Linked DNA regions of Mus musculus: region 2 is linked to region 1. A link is a contact called in public HiChIP or PLAC-seq data. All regions are on one chromosome and are shown on one strand. The core of a region is the stretch at or near the end of the contact, and the rest is flanking DNA. Distances in the headings are between cores, read along the strand shown. Region 1 overlaps Adk (adenosine kinase). Region 2 overlaps Adk (adenosine kinase).

What was found. HiChIP or PLAC-seq counts read pairs in DNA pulled down with a chosen protein or histone mark.
Region 2: a contact with region 1 is called in a CTCF HiChIP or PLAC-seq map of pro-B cells, with 4 times the contacts expected there. The contact joins two enhancer-like sites. A contact is called at or near these places in 1 of 15 datasets of contacts at CTCF or cohesin (pro-B cells) and 5 of 484 Hi-C or Micro-C datasets (ECoMG myeloid progenitors, Th1 cells, conventional type 1 dendritic cells and 2 more).

Annotation. Positions count from the first base shown.
Region 1 is chr14:21,142,403-21,145,102 of GRCm38.p6, forward strand. The region is part of intron 3 of Adk (adenosine kinase); the gene reads left to right. Among named protein-coding and RNA genes, the nearest start is that of Adk, 91 kb to the left of the region's middle. Within about 2 kb of position 1,444, at least 26 of the 459 cell types and tissues checked have an H3K27ac peak or open chromatin away from gene starts, as enhancers often do. A contact at or near this core is called in pro-B cells, where this site is marked.
Region 2 is chr14:21,298,695-21,301,450 of GRCm38.p6, forward strand. All of the region lies in intron 6 of Adk (adenosine kinase), which reads left to right. Among named protein-coding and RNA genes, the nearest start is that of Gm52152, 120 kb to the right of the region's middle. Within about 2 kb of position 1,262, at least 27 of the 459 cell types and tissues checked have an H3K27ac peak or open chromatin away from gene starts, as enhancers often do. A contact at or near this core is called in pro-B cells, where this site is marked.

The sequences.
Region 1 (2,700 bases), core at 194-2,693:
GTGTCTCCTCTAAACAAGCACTTGGTACACTGGGAAAAAAAAAATAGAAGAAAAGGTAGCTGTGGATGTGGCTCTGCTGCAGAAGGCTCCCCTCGTATGTGTGAGATACTGCAAAAGACTATTCCCCCCCATCTCACAAGAAATTCAAAGTAGGAAAATGCTCATGAAATAAGGTCAGAAGGAAATTAAACATTTTGTATACAGCAGTACAATATATTTTGTGTCTTAAGTTAGTACAAAGAAGAAAATTAAATATAAAAGTTGATAGTAATCTGAATGTTATTAAAAGAATAAATTGGGCTGGAAAGGTGGCTCATCAGGTGGTAAGGCCCTTGCCACAAAGCCTCGTGACCTGTTCAGTTACAGGGACTCACATGACAGAAGCAGAGAACCATATTCCACAAGCTGACTTCTGATCTCCATCCTTATGTTGCAATATCTGCATGCCCACACATGAGCAAACACACACACACACACACACACACACACACACACACACACCTAAAGATGAAAATAAAGGCTTTTGTAACATAGTGGGCTGTGTTAAGCAGTTCTAAAACACAGTGTGTCTGACTCAGCACTCAAAACTCACCCACTGTCTCTCTCACAGTAACTTCCAATGTTGCATGCTCCATTGGTGAGGACAGCACCATATTTTGTCTTTCGTATTGTATTTTTATGGTATCTTTTCTATAAATACCTCCAGTTGCATTGTAGCTGCCTGCAGTATTCAATAGTATAATATGTTACGCATGATTATAGTCTGGGAGCAGATAGCCAATTCATGCACCTAGATTTGTAGCAGGCTGTTCCTTCTGATTAGATAACTCTAGTGTTGCACAGTGACAAAAATCTCCTTATATGTTTTTCTGAATACATCCCATCATTAAGCCGCACATGAGTCCTCTGAACCTCTAATTTTTGGTCAACATCAAAGCCAAAGCGTCGTTAACAGGGGAACAATCTTCAGTACCACAGCAATTAACACCCTGGCAAAGGCTCTCAAACGAGTTCAGATACATCACTGCATTGGCTCTTGGAGACTTGAGCAAAACTGTTGCCCATTTTAACTGTAGAGATGGCAGCTGCATGGCATTCAATGGAGCAAGCCATCAAAGGGTTAGAAATGAGGACCCTGCATCACAGAGAAGTTGTGTGAAGGCTTTCTTGTTCTGCAGGTTGGATTTGATGACATAGGATCTGTATCAATCTGGTCTCCATAGTGTAGCTCGAAGTGTAAATGCTAGGGGGCAGCACTTGACTACTCTGGCAAGGGAGAGTATGTTAGTTTCCTGTTGCAGCTGTAACAAACCCCCAGGACTTAACGCTCTATCTTATGAACCCTTTATAAAAAGCTCTGTCTTCTCATGAACCCACAGTTCCTTAGTTCAGAAGTGTAATACAGTCCCTCACTGAGCCGGTTTCTGCTCTAGGTTGTTTTTTTCCCTCCCAACCCCACACCTTGGCAAAGGAAACTCAGTTGCCCAAGCTTGCCCCAAACTTCCCATCCTCCCAGCTGTGCTCCACGGTTCATTGGCTGCAGTAGTGATGTTAGAACTGTGGTCCTCTCTTGGCACTCCAGGGACGGCTGCTTCGAGGCTTGTTCACGATGATGGCTGAATTTGTTTACTTTGAATTAATCTTCTCTTTCTTATTTTTGTTTTAACATTCTCTTTTTAGATAACTTAATCTGACCTTCAGCCCACTCTATTACATATATGCTTTTCCTTCTCTCAGACTCTCTCTTAAGGCATCAGCTTCCTCCTCCTTGTCTTCTTTGTGTGTGTGTATGTGTGTGTGTGTGTGTGAGAGAGAGAGAGAGAGAGTCTGTGTGTGTGTGTGTGTGTGAGAGAGAGAGAGAGAGAGAGAGAGAGAGAGTCTGTGTGTGTGTCTGTTTGTCTGTCTGCCTGTCTGTCTGCCTGTCTGTCTGTCTGTGTCTATGTGTTGGTTTGGAGATAGGATACCTGCTATGTAACCCTGGCTGACTTAAACTTGATCTCAAACTGGCAATCCTCCCACCTTGGCCTTTTGAGCAGTGGGAGTACAGCAAGAATATTCCCACATGCCTGACTTGTTTTCTTTGTATCTTTTTTCAGCAACTCAACAATATGAAGTGTAAGTACTAATTAATCTCTCTTAGATTTCCAGTACTTACAGTTGTCATTCTCCTCCTTTCGTTTAATGGTGCTGCTAATATTCTAGTGTGATATTAAGTAGTAGCATGCACCTCTGTTGGCTCCCATAGAGTGGGAGTTGTGGGTGGTGGGAACTGTACTCTGGCCCTCTGGAAGAGCAGCAAGCACTCCTAGCCCGGAGCCATCTCCCTACTCTTAACTCTTGGTGCTTTAGAAACATATTTTCAAAATTTGGGCATCTTGGATTATTTTTTATAAATGTAATCCCAAAGTAATCTATGTTATATTTTTTTAACTTTTGAGAATTTTTTAAATACTTCTTTGTATTATTAATATTCAAAGTATGTAGCCTGGTAAAATGTCTCAGCAAGTAAAGTTTCATGCTTGCAAGCCTGAGACCTGAGTTGATTCTTCAGGTCTCACACAGTGGAAGGAGAGAATTCAACCTTTACATGTAAGCCATGGTACATTCGTGCATACAAGCATGCATGCATGCAGTAATTGAATAGTAGTATTTTAAAAGATTCAGAGAGTGAGAAAGACTTAACATTTAAAAAACAAATAC
Region 2 (2,756 bases), core at 12-2,511, 160 kb after region 1:
CTCCTGAGTGCTGGCATTATGTTGTGCACTTCCACACCTGGCCTCATTTCTTAAAGCAAAACTCAACTTTTAATGCATTACAGACAGTTGATTGAGCCAGGCAGAGTGGCTCTTACCTGTAATCTCAGCGCTCTGGAGACTGAAGTAGGAAAATTGCTGCAAGTTTGAGGCCACTGTGGGTAACAAAGTCAGACCAAGCTTTAAGCAAATAAAAGCCAGGAAGGAAAGAAAAAGGACAGGGTGGAACGGGGCTGCAGGAGGATGTTTAGCTGTCTGCCTGGGGTTCTGTTTGTAGCTTTGCTCATCACCCAGCACAGGAGCGGATCTAGAACAGCCCTTCTTAAATGTTCTCGAATGAGAATGTCCAGGCTAAATCCCTGGTGCCATCTCTTCCTAGCTGTGGTCTTTGAGAAGCCATTTGTCTTATGTGTCATGTGTCGGTGTCCTTAGTATCTAATGAGATTAAAGTGGTGCCTTTCCCCCCAGGGTTTTAGTTTTAGCTAAGTGGGTAAATATATGTGGAAGACTTGGGGAAGAGTCTACCTAGCCCACGATAACTGTCAAGATTATAGCTGATAGTGTGACACTATCCTTACTGCTTACTTAGTGCTGGACATTTGACTCTCCTGTACACATACATCCTGGACTATGCCTGCCCCTCACTAACTCTGCAATAAAACACTTGGTTAAATCAAATTTATTCATCTACGTTATGGGTGGGTGGGTGGGTGGATAGATGGATAGAGAGATAGATCATTGATTCATCCTTTGGGAGCTAAGTTCTTTTATACTCTTGTGATTTTTCTTTTGGAGTTTTGAAGTCTCTCATCTTCCTGTTTCTGTCGCCTCTCTGTGATCAGGGTGACTTATATACATGTGTCTCCTCGTAGCGCTAATTACTTTGTACAGAGTAACTGGTCAGCCACCCATTAACTCTTCCACTAGTGTTTCATGCCGTGTCTGCTTGCCCTGTTCGTCTTGAGGACCTTGCTTTTGAGACCCTTCATTCTTCTGCTCTAAGCATCCTCACAGCTCTAAATCCCCTTCGTGTCAGATCTGTGCTAAGTGTTCCATTGCAGGACTCCTACGTACATACTCTCCTCATTTAAATGTGTTGGTTTGGGTATTGGTTTGTTTTGGTTTTTGATAGCTTGCATTTCCCCCTCACTCTTCTTTCTGAGAAAGAATACAGGAAGAAAGAGTCTCTGAAACCTACATGTCTAACATTTCACTTCCTCATTCATGTGGCATTCTAGGAAGAAATACATCTCTTCTGGAGTCTTGAGATCGTTGCTCTGTCATATTTTAACAGTAACTTCTTTTGGGAAGTCTAACTTCTTTCTCCCCCTCCTTCAGCCTTTGTAGTTCCTCTGCCTTTCCCCTAGCGTCTGTGTGTTTCTAAAGAATTCATCATAACTGACAACAGCGTAGGGGTTGTTTTCCTCATTATGCTTTTTAGTTTATCAATTCCTATAAATTTATTGCTATTCTGGAAAGTGCTTTTCATGAAATTTAACTTCCTTGGGTTAATCTCTGTCCCATTTTTTTCCTTTGCGGTTATTCTCTCCACCACCACCCCCCCCCCCACACACACACACACACACACACACATCTGTTAGGTAGCAAGACAGGAAGGTCAATGAGGATGGTGCTTTTACTCTCTGCACCTTTTGGTTAGTAGTCTAACTTTCATCGGTTGCTGGAAGGGTGGGTGGGTGGATGGACAGACATAAGAGCAGTCTCCCACTCTCTTTCTCCTTCTTTCCCCTCTCTCACAGTGAGTGGACACAGGCCCTCCCCTTGCATCCTCCTCCCTGTTTACTTCCATGATTTCTGCTCTGTCGCGAAATACAGCAGGGCCTTTTGGTACCAGAAGGCTTAGTGCTGTGTGAGTGTAAGAGCTATGAATCTCTCACTCTGGGATTCACTGGAGGTTTCTACTTGTTTGCTTTGGGGGTTCTGTTGTTGAGGTTGTTTTTAAGAGATGTTTTTGTACATAGAATTAATGGTCCTTGTCCTCCTTTTGGTTTTTTGTTTTTGTTTTTTTCAGTAGGAAATGAATTAGGTGGTAGCCATTGTGCTAATTATCTGGATTCCCTCAACCTTACCGTATTTTTTTAAACTATGCACTGACTGTTTTCCCCCATTTTATTCTGAAAAGACTTAATTTTAGAAAGTGTTCAGTGATTACTGTCCATAGTGGCACTGCCTTTAGTCAGGACGTAAGATGCAGAGGCATGCAGTTCAAGGCCACCCTGGTCTTCATACAGAGTCCCAGTTCAGCCATAGCTACGTAGTTAAGAGAGATCCTACGTTTAAAAAGAAAAAGTGTGGCAGGAGAGATGGCTCAGAGGTAAAAAGCACTGGCTGCTCTTCCAGAGGTCCCAGGTGTGAGTCCCAGCAGTCACGTGGCAGCTCACAGTCACAGGGAATCTGATGCCCACACAGGCAGATGTGCAGGCAAAACACCGATGCACATGAAATAGAAATAAATGTGAGGAGGAGGGGGAGAAGGGAGAGGAGGAGAAATAGTGTTCCGTGAGTATCCTCCTGGACTTGGAGGGCACTGCACTCACGTGCACAGGAACACGTATGCAAATAAATGAGGAAAAGAAATGCTGTGAAGTCCAATAAAAATAAAGTTGGGCAATTTTTAGTGTTGTCCACAATTCTTTAAGGACAACTCCTTATATTAGAATTATAAATCATAAGAGTGTATGACTAATGAAGAATCCTTGAGAACTGTACAGATCCAT